Regions from separate parts of the Sus scrofa genome. Here region 1 is linked to region 2. A link is a contact called in public Hi-C data. All regions are on one chromosome and are shown on one strand. Each heading gives the region's core, a stretch centred on a gene start, on an enhancer-like site or on the middle of the called end of the contact. The rest is flanking DNA. Distances are from core to core; before and after follow the strand shown. Region 1 holds the start of TMX1 (thioredoxin-related transmembrane protein 1). Region 2 holds the start of PYGL (glycogen phosphorylase L).

The links. Hi-C and Micro-C count contacts between places; a contact is called where the count stands out from the background.
Region 1: a Hi-C map of liver shows a contact between it and region 2, with 4 times the contacts expected there. The contact joins the promoter of TMX1 here to the promoter of PYGL in region 2. A contact is called at or near these places in 1 of 5 promoter capture datasets (liver), 5 of 47 Hi-C or Micro-C datasets (liver, skeletal muscle and subcutaneous adipose tissue) and 2 of 2 datasets of contacts at active chromatin or transcription factors (alveolar macrophages and skeletal muscle).

What each region holds. Positions count from the first base shown.
Region 1 is chr1:180,929,104-180,935,864 of Sscrofa11.1, forward strand. It overlaps TMX1 (thioredoxin-related transmembrane protein 1), which reads left to right and starts at 4,575. Exons shown (of 8, transcript XM_001928249.4): 1 at 4,575-4,981. The coding sequence starts at 4,830.
Region 2 is chr1:180,701,893-180,709,032 of Sscrofa11.1, forward strand. It overlaps PYGL (glycogen phosphorylase L), which reads right to left and starts at 2,232. Exons shown (of 21, transcript NM_001123172.1): 1 at 1,990-2,232. The coding sequence starts at 2,232.

The sequences.
Region 1 (6,761 bases), core at 3,325-5,824, 230 kb after region 2:
AAAGTTCTCTGAGTAACTGAAAAGAAAGTATATTCTCTTTGTTATCAAAATTTAGAGTTTGATATTGGGCTATTAGATTGATGTTTTTCAATTACGTTATTCGAACACTATTAAAATTTAGAGTTTGATATTGGGCTATTAGATGATGTTTTTCAATTACATTATTCAAACACTATTAAAAGTAACTTGAATTTTTTCTTTGAAAAATATGGCCATAAGAAAATTTAAAATTATGCATGTGATTTTCATTGTATTTCTATTCAACAGAATTGACCTATATGCTCATGTCTCATTATTTATTTATCAACACTTAGTAGTATTTGCTATGTGCCAAGCCCTGTGTGGCCCGGAAATGCACTACTCAGATGCCTTCAAGAAGTCTGCTGATCCTCAGCTGCTGCCACTGTGAATGCTGAGACCATGTTCCCTTCCCTGCCCCTCTAACTACTGCTCCCAGCCAATATACCAGTGCCAGCCTTTTCTGACTGATGTGGGATTCCTCTACTAGGCAATTTTGGCAGAACTCCCTATTGATCTGGCCAAGCCTTTCTTAGAACCGTACTGGGATTGGTCTGAGGCTCTTCCCAGCCCTTCCCAATCCTCCTTCTCCTTGCCCTTTCACAGGGGTCAGACCTATAGTGCAGTGTGAAAGCTCTTCCACCTGCTCCTGCTCCTCTTCCCCATATCCTTCACAGACCTTTCCCCCAATAAGCCCCTATAGGTCTAATTCCTTTTTAGCCTCTGTTTCTTGGAGGATATGAACTAATTCTGTTTTAATCACTTTATAAATGTTAACTCTTCTAATCCTCATAACAACTCTAAGAGGTAGGACAATCATTATTCCCTCTTCTAAACACAGGAACCAAAGGGGTTAAGCAACTTGACAAAGATTGAGGGGCACCTGAGTGGTAAATGCAGGATTTGAACCCAGTCTAGACCCAGAGTCTATTTACTTAATCACTACACTAAACTGCCTTTGACCTTTCGTGAGGTGGCACTGGTTTCAGAAAACACTCATGATGTACAGTAACCTGTATTTTGGTTGATACAGAGATGAACTATAATATGCTAAATAAAGCTCAGTGGTTAAGAGTACACATGGTCTGGTCTGCATACAAGCTTTAACTGACTGACAGAATAAGGTAGCATTCAGAGCATGAAAAAAATGGTATTAATAATTCAATAATATATTAAATATTATAAAATGTAAATATATTTAATTTATAATATCATTTAATTATATTAGTTACATTTAAATCAATGGTTAATAATTATTAATAAATTATTAATACCATGATATTATATGGAGATTTTAATATATTTCTTGATATTCACACAAATAGTTTTGAGACCACATTAGAACTATTTTACATTGATATGTATGTTTTGTTAAGTGAAAAAAATTGACTAGGAATTTAAATATGACCTCATTAGTGTGTGTGTGGTTTTTCTTTTTCTTTTCGTCTTTTTTTTTTTTTTTTTTTTATGGTGGCACAGGCAGCATATGGAAGTTCCCAGGCTAGGGGTCTAATTGGAGCTGCAGCTGCTGGCCTACAACATAAGCCACAGCAATGCCAGATCCGAGCCACGTCTGCAACCTACACCACAGCTCAGGGCAAGGCCAGAATCCTTAACCCACTGAGTGGGGCCAGGCACCAAATCTGCGTCCTCATGGATACTAGTCGGATTTGTTACCACTGGGCCACAACAGAAACTCTGGTGTGTGTTTTTTAAAGAGTAGTCTATGTGCATAGCAAAGTTCTGAAATCACACAAAAGAAAATATTAATAGCTGTTGCCTAAGGGGTACAAATTCTGACAGGAGATAGGAAGAGAATTTAGAAGATATTTCTTCTCACTTTCCAATCTTTTATACTTTGTGCATTTTAGTCATAAAACTGCATTTCTTTTGTAAATGAAATATTAAAAAATTAATAACAAATTTATCATGAATGATTTAGTTTAAAAAGAATATTTATGAACATAATTAATTTTATCTTTTTACCAACTTTGTGAGGTATAAATGGCAAGTATTATCTCTATATTTCATATAATAATATATTTACACTCTTTTAATCAGTGCAGCCCATATATTATGATAAAAGCACAGCATATGTATAATGATGTTTTCCTCATTAACTCATTCATTTAACAAATACTGAATTATTGAGCATTTACTATGTGCTAGGTTCTAATAGTGGCTTGGTACTAAACCGTGGAGATTATAGTAGTGAACAAAATTGAGAAGTTTCCACTATCATGAAACTTCCATTCTTATTAGGTGAGGAAAGAAATAAGATAATAAACAAATACGCATGTCAGTTTAATATTTTGCAGAGAATTAGCATGGAGGAATATGATGGATAATATGAGCTATTGATATGACCATGAGGGCTCCTTAGATGAGGTGGTCAGGAAATAAATGCCTTTTTGAGGTAACTTTTGAGATCAATGACACAAAGGAATGATGTGAGGATGAGTGGAGAAGTCTAGACAGAAGGAACAGCTAGTGCCAAATCTCTAGTGTGAGGCTAGTTTGACATATTTAGGGATCTCCTGAGATGTAGCAGGTAGGGAGGAGGAGAGCCAGCACTACATGAGGTAGCAGTTAGGCAGATGTCAGATCCTGTAGGACTTTTTAAGCCACAGTAATGATTTTAAGGAGTTTGGATTTAATGTCAAGTACAGTGGGAACCACCTGGAGTGTTTTAAGGAGAAATTGCTAGATCTTATTTAGAGAAGCAAGAGAGGACACAGAGCAGTCAGTTAGCAATCTATTATTGCAGGTGAGGCAAGAAATGATAGAAACTTGGACCAAGGTCTTGGATGTAGAGATGGAAATTGGTGGAGGTAGAGTTTATGGGACTTGCTGATGGAGTACATGAAGAGACGGTGAAGAAAGAGAACAATATTAAAGAATTAAAATGTAAACTTTTGTCTTGAGCAATCAGATGGACCTCAGGGCTATTTATTTATTTATTTATTTATGTCTTTTTGTCCTTTCAGGGCCGCACCCACGGCATATGGAGGTTCCCAGGCTAGGGGTCTAATCGGAGCTGTAGCTACCAGCCTACGCCAGAGCCACAGCAACACTGGATCCAAGCCACATCTGCGACCTACACCACAGCTCACGGCAGCGCCACATCCTTAACCCACTGAGCGAGGCCAGGGATTGAACCTGCAACCTCATGCTTCCTAGTTGGATTTGTTAACTATCCCACTGAGCCATGATGGGAACTCCTATTTTTATTTTTTATTAAAATATAGTTGATTTACAACCTTGAGGCTCTTAATTGAGAAGACCTGAAGAGGGAGAATCGAAACTTTTTTTGATCCTGTTATGTTTAAGCTCCCTATAAGATATCCAAGAGATGTCCAGCAAAGAGTTTAATGTTGTTAAAAAATGGAATCATTTGCTTCCCATGACAGCAAACAGAGATTTAAAGAAGAGGAATCTATACCGATAAAGCCCTTGCCAGTGCCCTTCCCCTCAAAAGTCCTAAAAAATAATCCTTTCTTTTCTCTCGCCAAGAACTCCTTTGCCTCACCCTTCTTCCTATAAAAGCCTTCCATTGTATAACCTCTTGGAGAGCCCTTCTAGTTGCCAGATGGAATGGTGCCTGACTTATGACAAATAGATCTTTAAATTTACTGGGTTGAATTTTGTTGTTGTTGTTTTTAAAACAAGATACAGGTCTGAAGTTCCCAGAAAGGTCAGGGCTGGAAATGACAGTCATATGCTTTTTAAAGCCAGAAGTGAGGTCACCTGGAGAAGTTTGAGATTAAGAGGAGGGGGGCCAGTACAGCATCCAGGGGCCAGTCAATGTCTGGAAATTAGTAGAGGAGAACCAGCCAAGACGTTTCAGAAAGAGCAGCTAGTGAGGAAGGAGGAAAAACAAACAAAAAAACAAATGAGGTACCACATAACCCATTTCAAGGAGGGTGTGGTGACAGAATGCTTGCTGGCAGTCAAGTAAGATGAATGTTAACATGCAAATTACTAATGTCCTAGAAAAGGCCTTTCAGGGAAGGGTGGGGATTGGGAGGAATCAGTCAATTGGATTGAGTTTAGGAGAGAATATGAAGTGAGGAGGTGTAAATGCAATTATTTTCATTTGACTGATTAATACCAAACTCAGTGCACATTTTGATTTGTATTTACAGATGCTTAAGGAAAAAATCTGAAATATCTGTTACAAGCAGCCTCTGTGTCTTGCTCCATTTTGAATTTCTGATCTATCCTCTCTGTAACTACTGCATTAAAAAAAAAACCCAAAACCAAAAAAAGAAAAAAAAAAGAGGGACAACATATACCCTAAAGTGCATAAAGTGCACTAAACTTTCTGACTCATACAAACATCCATTAACTGTCCTACAAAATTTTTCAAAAGGAAAAAAAAAAGAAAACCCTGACAGGCAGTTAGCCGGAAACTGCTTTAGCATAGACTTACCAATCGCCTTAAGTTAGTATAAACGCCAAACTTTTGGCGCCAAAATCCTGCCGCAGACTTTGAAGCTGTTCTCTCCGAAGTCCCACCCCACTTTCTACACCACGCCCTCCGCCTCTCTTCCGACACCATATTCGGGAAAAGCAGAAAGGAAGGGAATGCTTTTTTGTCATGCGCACTAGGGAATAGGCGCGCTCCTTCGCTGCTAAACCAACCCACTGAGACCTGGTCTCGTCATGCGCATTGAGAGTCCTCAAGGCGCGCGCGCGAGCCTCGCCGCGCTCATGCGCACGAGCAGATGAGCTCGCACGGACGGAAGTGAGGAGAGGTTACGCGAAGGTGGGGGCCGCAGCGCTTGCTGTGGGGAGGGCGAGCGGCGGACATGGCGCCCTCCGGGAGTCCTATGGTCCCCTTGGCGGTGTTGCTGCTGTTGCTGTGGGAGGCTCCCTGGACCCACGGGCGGCGGAGCGACGTGCGCATCATCACCGACGAGAACTGGAAAGAGTTGCTGGAAGGAGAGTGGATGATAGAATTGTGAGTGCGGGACGGTGGTCTGGGGGCCCTTCTGTGGGCCGGGGTACTGGATCCTAGTCTGGAGCCCCGACTTCATTCTCCTTCCTCTCCCGAGCGTCCTAGGCTCTTCGGCGCTGCGGCTCCGAGCCGCGGCACGGGAGCCCCCGACTGCTCGGAATCCCCTAACTCTTGGGATCTTCGGCTGCTTTCATCCCACCCCTTCGTTTGCGACCGGGTAATACTTTTAAGTTTTTTTTTCTGAAGTGTGCACCCTAGTTTGGTTGCTAGGGCTGCGGTGTATGTAGAGGCTGCTTTCAGCTTTGAATTCTCTCAACTTTTCTTCAAGGTTTTTGGGGATGGGGAGGTTAGTCTGACTAGTTGCTATACATTGATTTTCTTGTGAGTCTTACAGACTTCCAGAGTTATTTTTACCAAACTGCAGAAGAGGAAATTGAGTTGCAGCCTTTCCTCTCCTTTTGTCTAATTGTCCTTAAAAAGTAGTCCACTTAGAATGTTAGAATTTGAGGTCTTTTTAGTTTATTTTAAATTTTATGAATCGGGCGTGTGTGTGTGTTCGCTTTTCTTTTTGCCCACATCTCATTTTTCCTTTGGGTGTGTGTTTTTGCAAAGTACTGAATGTCCTAGGTTGTTACTCTTATGTCTCTCTAAGTGGTATTGCATTTAAAAAAGAAAATTAATTGTGAGTGATTATAAACTCTTAAAAGAGTGTCAGGTCGTCATTTATTGTTTGAATAAAATCATGTGTCTGGTGATTCCATTATGATCATGTCCCTTATGCATTGGTAGGTAGTAAACTATCTGCCTTTGCTTTAGTCACTAAATTGGTAATGGTGGTGACAGTATTATTGATACTAATGGTATTAGTGATATTAGTGAAAAACACCATTATTGAGTGTTAACTGTGTACTAGACACCTGTAAACACGTCATATGCCTTGTCATACTTAAATTCTTTACAAATTCTACAAGATACTTGTTATTTCCTACACTTTACAGGTAGGAAAAGCTGTACCTAAAAAGCTTTAATTATGTTGATGTTGTAGAACAGCCCCCTTCTTTAACTGGGTTCAGGTGGGTGTTTTCTTCTGTGATTGGGTTGCTAGTTAAGGAGGAAGGTGAAAGTATACATCCCAGAAGGCCAAATCAGTAACTCTTCAGTCATTAAATCAAGCATAGATCATTTATGTGAAGGACAAAATAGGAGAAATGTTTATGTAGTATGCATATAGTTTATAACTCAGTAAAATGAATTTTCAGGCACCCTTGGAGCTACAGAGGAGAGGAAACATAACCAGGGACAGCATTTGGTTTCATTGTCCTCGGTAACTTGTTTTAGCTTGTCTCCATAAAATGTTCACAGTTTCATAAATAATGTGTTAAGCAATAGTAATTATGAACTAATGTGCAAAATACATTCGAGTGTTACTCAAGGAGATTTTTATTTTTTTTAAATTTTTAATTTTTTTTTTGTCTTTTTGCCTTTTCTAGGGGGGCTCCTTCAGCATATGGAGGTTCCCAGGCTAGGGGTCTAATCGGAGCTGTAGATGCCGGCCTACTCCAGAGCCACAGCAACACGGGATCCGAGCAGCGTCTGCAACCTACGCCACAGCTCTCGGCAACGCCGGATCCTTAACCCACTGAGCAAGGCCAGGGATTGAACCCGCAGCCTCATCGTTCCTAGTTGGATTTGTTAACCACTGCGCCACAACGGGAACTCCTCAAGGAGATTTTTATTAACTCACTGGATCAAACTATATCAATATAGTAGTAATCAAAAGTGA
Region 2 (7,140 bases), core at 982-3,481:
GCTGTCACAGAGTAGACACATTAATAACACGTATGGAATGGATCCTGTTCACCAGTATCACTATCAGAATACCTGGCTTATACCTGCACTCAAGTAGGAAAGGCCTGCCCAGTGCAGAAAAATGTCAAGAGAACAGGAAAACTAAAGTAACAGAGAAGTCCCTGGAGCAGAAACATAAGTGTGTTCTAGTGTCAGCACTAAATGATTTGGAAGTGGGTGTATGGTGGAGGTGGGGGTTTAGTTTCTAAAATATGGCTTATCATCTCACCCTCCAGTTTAAAAACTTACAAAATTATTTATTTATTTATTTCAAGGGCACACATGCATCTTATGGAAGTTCTAAGGCTAGGGGTCGAATCTGAGCTACAACTGCTGGCCTACACCACAGGCACAGCAACACAAGATCCAAGCTGTGACCTATACCACAATGCTGGATCTTTAACCCACTGAGCAACACCAAGGATAGAACCGGTATCCTCATGGATCCTAGTTAGGTTCGTTACCGCTGAGCCACAAAAAATAACTTTTGATGTAAGGTGCGGTCCCCTCCATCCAAATAAAAAATACAGTAAATATATGTATACATAAAGTGTTTTCTAAGGATGTCTTCTAGCAGTTGCTACCTTTGGGTAGAGGCCTCTGGGGTGAGGAAGTTACTTTCCATTTGAAAGCTTTGTTACAGCTGCAGTTTCTACTTTGAGAACTTTCTTTTGCTCAGAGGTTCTTTGAGCACTGGGAACATGAACTATTCTTTTTCATGCTTTAGATATTAAAAAAAAAAAAAGCCAATAAACGTTTACATATATTTCCGACTGCCTCTAGGATCTACCCCATCTTTCACGGTTTTCAATACACCTCCAACCAGCGTTTCCAGTTTCCTCTCCCAAGACTCACACCCACCCTCACTGCAGCTGCCAGCGCTGCTCTCTCACCCTGTCTCTGCACAACACAATCCCTCTGGTTGCCAAGTCCTCTTCAATTTTCCCCTTCCCAGATCGGCCAGGTAGAGTGTTCCTCCGTGATGAGGCAGCGTCCACTCCAGCCCCTGCGCAGTGGGTAGGGGTGGTCTGTGAACAGCCTGTTACAGCAAGTCTGTAGCCTGGCCCTGCACCTCCACCCCGCAGGACTCAAGTCAGTCCAGGAGGTAGTTCTTCTGTGGCGCAGCGGGATATGGCGTTGTCACTGCATTGGCTTGGTCGCTGCTGTGGTGCCACCGAATGAATCCCTGGCCTGGGAACTTTCACATGCCGAGTGAGGCGGTCAAACAAGCAAACAAACAAAACAAAAAACAACAACAAAAGGGCTGCCAAGTCCTCCACGCCCGACTCCCAGGAACTGGGGAAAGCAGGGGAGGGGTGGGGACAGAGCTCTGATGGGGGAGAACTCTATCCTCCCTCTCCACCACACCCAGGCAGTGCCTACAGCAGGCCACCTAGTCCTCAAAGCACCTTCCTCCAACTCTGGCCCACCTGCCCCCTCAGCTCCTACTGCCCTTTGACGATCTTTGCATTCGTCTCTCCTCCCTAAACATTGAGCTTCCCCGAGGCAAGGCATTAACCGCTTTGTTCAGGGCCTACTATCTGGGGCCTGTGCCTGGCACCCAGGAGACGCCAGCTACCTCTGGATTAAAACCTTAAGAGTAGATGCACCAAAAAAGTTAATGAATTTAAGCAGAGAGGCGAGGGAGGCCTAGCCATCTACTCGGGACGGTCCCTGGGGGCGGGCAGAGCTGTGGTTTGGGTGAGATGACGCTCGGGGTGGGGTGTTAGCGGAGTGCCGGATCTGTCCCCCGGGCTGCCCAGCCGCCGCCCAGACACTGCCCTGGACTTCCCGGGCAGCGAGAGCCGGGTTAGGAGAGGTCACAGCGAGGGCTCCTCCCAACGGCCCCGGACGCCGCCAGGACAGCCGGCTGCTGGAGTGCGCGGCCCCGGAAGGGTGCGACCGGTGCATGGGCGGCAAGGAAACCACCGCGCGGCGCCGGGCTCGTACCTTGGGGCACTTCTCATAGTAGTACTGCTGCGTGCGGATCCAGCGCCCCACCAGGTGGTCGCGCACTGTGTGCGCCAGCGCGAAGAAGTAGTCGCGAGGGGTGGCCACATTACGGTCCTTGACCAGTGTGAAATGCAGGTGTCGGTTGAAGCCCTTCTTCAGCTCGGCCACGTTCTCCACGCCCACGATGCCGCGGATGCTGATCTGCCGCCGCTTCTCCTGGTCTGTCAGGGGCTTGGCCATGGCGGCGGGCAGCGCAGCCAGCGGGACGCGCTTCCCAAGGCGCCGGGTGGCAGGACAGGGGCGGAGCCTCTTCGCGCCGCAGGCCGCTTTTGAGTCTCAGGAAAGTTTGGGGTCTGCCCCTCCGCACGGCGCCGCCCGGGTTCCAGCTCCCACGACTGTCCGGCGCAGCGGAGGGAGGGCCGGCCCCTCCCGGGGCTCTGGGCGGAGCTGGGCGGTAGCTGAGGTCTGAGGGCGAGCGTGCTCAGCCTTCCTGCCTGGCTGGTGGCCAGGAGGGGCTGAACCCTCTTGGCGGCAGAAGGTGGGACCTTGGGTGACGCACAAGAGTGCGAGGCTCCCTTCCGGATCTGTGGATTATGTGTCTGTTGGGGCGATGCGGGGGAGCGGGTGGATGGGACATTGGTTCTGTCTCCTCACTCTAAAGTCTTGGGTACTAGAAGTATGTCAGTGTGTGAAAGCGTGGTAAGCAGATAAGGTAGGGAGCCCCTGGAGAAAGAGAACCAGGCACGGCTTTCTTGAAATAAAAGAAGGCATTTTTGGCCTAAGCCCCTTTGTGATGTAAGCTGCTAAGCCCTTGCATAGGTCTCAGTAACTATGGATAGTAAGGAAAATAAGAGAATGCAGGAACAAATGAAAAGCGGTCAAGAAACAGGAGGTCAGCAATAAAACCGTCCAGTTCCAGATATATTGACAATCCCATACCCTTTATGTTCTGCAGGAACTAAGGCCCCCATCCAGGTGGGGGATGGCATGATGACGCTGACCCTCCAGACTTTACTCAACTAAAGCTTGGACTCTGTTTACATTTACCCCATTTCTTTCCTGAGTTCTCAGCCCAAGCCCCTTCCTGATATGCATGTACCCATAGCTTAAAAATTCCCCTATTTTGGAGTTCCCTTCATGGTGCAGCGGAAACAAATCCGACTAGGAACCATGAGGTTGTGGGTTTGATCCCTGGCCTTGCTCAGTGGGTTGAGGATCCAGCGTTGCCATGAGCCATGGTGTAGGTCGCAAACTCGGCTTGGATCCTGCCTTGCTGTGGCTGTGGCTGTGGCGTAGGCCTGCGGCTACAGCTCCGACTGGACACCTAGCTTGGGAACCTCCATATGCTGTGGGTGCGGCCCTAAAAAGACAAAAAAAAAAAAAAAAAAAAAAATTCCCCCATTTTGCCATTGGGAGAGATACTGCTTGGGAAAGATCCCTGGTATTCTGTTTACTTGTTTCCTTATCTGCATATTTGGCTTGGCTGTGTCTTTTGGCTGACACCCACCAAGAGGCAAACCCCATTCGGGTAACAACGTGTTGCTGGCAAACTTTTGTTTTACAGAGATTTATTTGCTATGTTGTTATTATTGCTGTTATTTCCCACCTGGAGTGGGTTCTACCACAAGCTTCAGCAGGGATGGGGGTGGGGGAGTGTCTGCACTCTTATTTCAGTTGTTGAATGTCCCTCTAAGTCCTTGGCGCCCCTCCCATCTTGGATCCTGGACCTCAGAAAGGAACCCCAGGGTGCCCTTTGCTTTCAGTTCAGGTTTTGAGGACTCAGGAATTTGGGGTTATTGACTCTTAGACCCAGGCTTGCCTTGTCAAAATACCCTACTGTTCAGCTGCAGAGACAGGTTAATGAGAATCAGAAGTCCTGAGTTGGACCTTCAGGCTGGTTAAGTGGCAGGGGCTTTTACCTTAGGCCTCTTGTTTGAATTATGTTTTAGCTGAACAGGGGGGGGGGGGAGGAGAAAAGAGAAAGATGTGTGCCTATAAAATGAAGGGATAACTAACTGAGCTGTTTGCCTTGTTTACATAAAACAAAGCAGCCTGTGTTACTGGGCAGTACAGGCTGATCTTTGCACTGTTCACCTCCAACTTTGTTGTATTTATTTGGGTGTGTATGTGTGTTTAACTTTGGCAAGGGCAAACACATGGTATTGTAGGATATCAGAAGCCTCTTCTAAAAAGTGGTATTAAGCTATCATTTTAGAAACAGTCCATTGCCAGTTATACAACATGCAATACCTGCAATACTAATGACCTGCATGGGAAAGCATTTAGGAGACATGAGGATGAGGATTGGCCATCTGGATGAGGCCAGTGAGGATGACACGAGGATGAGGATTGGCCATCTTAAATTAAAATTGAGAGTGGAGGAGTTCCCATTGTGGTGCCGCAGTAGAAACGAATCCAACTAGTATCGTGAGGTTTCAGGTTCGATCACCGGCCTTGCTCAATGGGTTAAGGATCCGGTGTTGCCCCAAGTTGTGGTGTAGGTCGCAGATGTGGTTTGGATCCTGCATTGTTGTGCCTGTGATGCAAGCTGGCAGCTGCAGCTCCAATTCAACCTCTAGCCTGGGAACCTCCAAATGCTATGAGTGTGGCCCTAAAAAGCAAGAGGAAAAAAAAAAAAGTAAGAGTGGAGGAGTTCTCTTGTGGCACAATGGGTTAAGAATCTAGTGCTGTCATGAGTTTGATCCCTGGCCTGGGAACTTACACCTGGGTGCAGCCAAAACAAACAAACTAACAAACTAACAAAAGTGAGAGTGGAGCAGCAGCGGGAGGGGATTAGGGTAGGAAAACTACTATACATAAAATAAATAAGCGGCAAGGATATATTGTACAGCACAGGAAATATAACCATTATTTTGTAATAGCTTTAAATGGAATATAAGCTATAAAAATATTGAATCACTATGTTGTACACCTGAAACTAATATAATATTATAAATCAACTATACTTCAATAACAAAAACAAATCAAACAAACACACACACACAAAGTTGACCTTAAAATAACCAGGCCTCTATGGTAAAGTTTGAGAGGATGCTGAAAGGGCAGGTCTCTTAAGTCTTGAATATTTCTATTTAAGCATTAAGCCAGTTTTGGGTCATTCACAGGTTGGTGTGAAATTGTTCAATAAATGGAAAATAGGGTGGAGCAGTTGGATGAGGGGAAGCTAGGTCTGAGTAGATCTTAGTCCCAGGGAGACCTCTGAGCAGCAAAAGACAAGTGAATTATCTGGGTACTTGGATGGGGGGTGAGGAATTAGGGGTTGCAAAAGAGATGGGAGACAACTTGCTGTTTCTTGGTTTGCCTAAGACAGTTTCGAATAGGTGGATCCTAGCCCCTTTGTCCACTTAGTTGGACTAAATTCTTGTTGGAAATCCAGGATAATGATGAACTAATAAGCACAGTATTTGCTTGATTCCATAGCCAGTCAGTGAAACCGTGCCCCTGAGTTGCACATCCCTCAAAACGGAAACACTGTGAAGGATACATTGTCCAGACCATAGCATGAGGGGAGGGACCATTCAACACACATGAAAGGGAGTTCTTAAGTGGCTTAGGAGTGCGCCACAGATTCAGTCTTGAATGACAGTGAGGCACATTGTCAGTCTTTTCACTTCTGCTCCAGTCTTTCTAGAAAGTCTTTGGTGTTACTGTGGCTTTAATACTTGTTAATATGTGTTTTTAACAGAAAGCAGGTCCAGACTCTACACCTTTTTCAGGTTTTAGCATCTAACTAGAATTTAATAACATTGCCTTCCACTTGTGGTAAATGACACTTTGCCAGTTAACACTCTGATATAAACTTTGCTTTTTAAATGTTAAGTGAAAGTGAATTTACTTAAAGAAAAATTATCATCATGGGTTGCCTAAAAATGTACAAATTTAACTGAAGTTTGGGAAACACCGAGTTTATGTTTTCCAAGGTCCCTTCAGAATCTAACATCTGATCGTTCTGTACTGGTCTAGAACACCGAGGCCTGAGAGATTAAGTTGCTTGACTAAGAATATTACTACCTTTAAAAACTTTTCCTTCAGCTTCTGCCTGACTGGTAACACTGGAAGCAGTGGTTCTCTGTAAAAGTATTAGGCTAAAGTTGCCCACATCTCGTTTACACCAGCCTTGGCAACGATGGCCTGTGTTATTGCTGTTTCTCAGCTGCAGCTTCCCAGTGGCTACCCTGATGAAATGGCCTTTGCAAATAGCTGAGCACATCGTCCAGACCTCACAAGAAAAGTATAAGCTGCCCTCTGTCAGAAAAGGGGTGGCAAAAAAAAGACAAAAAGTAAATAAATAAATAATTAAAAAAAAAACACGGAGTTCCCATTGTGGCGCAGTGGTTAACGAATCCGACTAGGAACCATGAGGTTGAGGGTTCGGTCCCTGCCCTTGCTCAGTGGGTTAACGATCCGGCGTTGCGGTGAGCTGTGGTGTAGGTTGCAGACGCGGCTTGGATCTGGCGTTGCTGTGGCTCTGGCGTAGGCTGGCAGCTACAGCTCCGATTCGACCCCTAGCCTGGGAACCTCCATTTGCCGCGGGAGCGGCCCAAAGAAATAGCAAAAAAAAAGAGACAAAAAGTAAATAAATAAATAAATAAATAATTTAAAAAAAAGAAAAAGAAAAGGGGTGGGAGAGTTCCTGCCACGGCTCAGCGGAAGTGAATCTGACTAGCGGAAGAGGACGCACATTCCATCCCTGACCTTGCTCCATGGGTTAAGGATCTGGTGTTACCATGAGCTGTGGTGTAGCTTGCAGATGCGGCTCAGATCTGATTGCTGTGGCTGTGGTGTAGGCTGGCGGCTACAGATCTGATTCAACCCCTAGTCTGGGAACCTCTATGTGCAGCTGGGGTGGCTGTAAAAAAAAAAGAAAAGAAAAGAAAGGAAATGGGACAGGGAAGTGTGTCAGCCTAGGTCTTCTGAGAAGAAGATGCTAAGACAAGATTCAACGTGCAGGGGTTTTGTTAGGGCAAATGCCTGTGGGACAGAAAATGGGTAAGGAGCCAAGTTAGCCTGGGAGAGTGTGAGTCTGTGATGCAAGGAGAGAGGGAGGGAACAACGGGAGGCTGCATCTCTGACTGTCTTCAGTCCCAGGGAGACCCAGCAAGGCTACCGGCAATTCTGGAGCCAAAG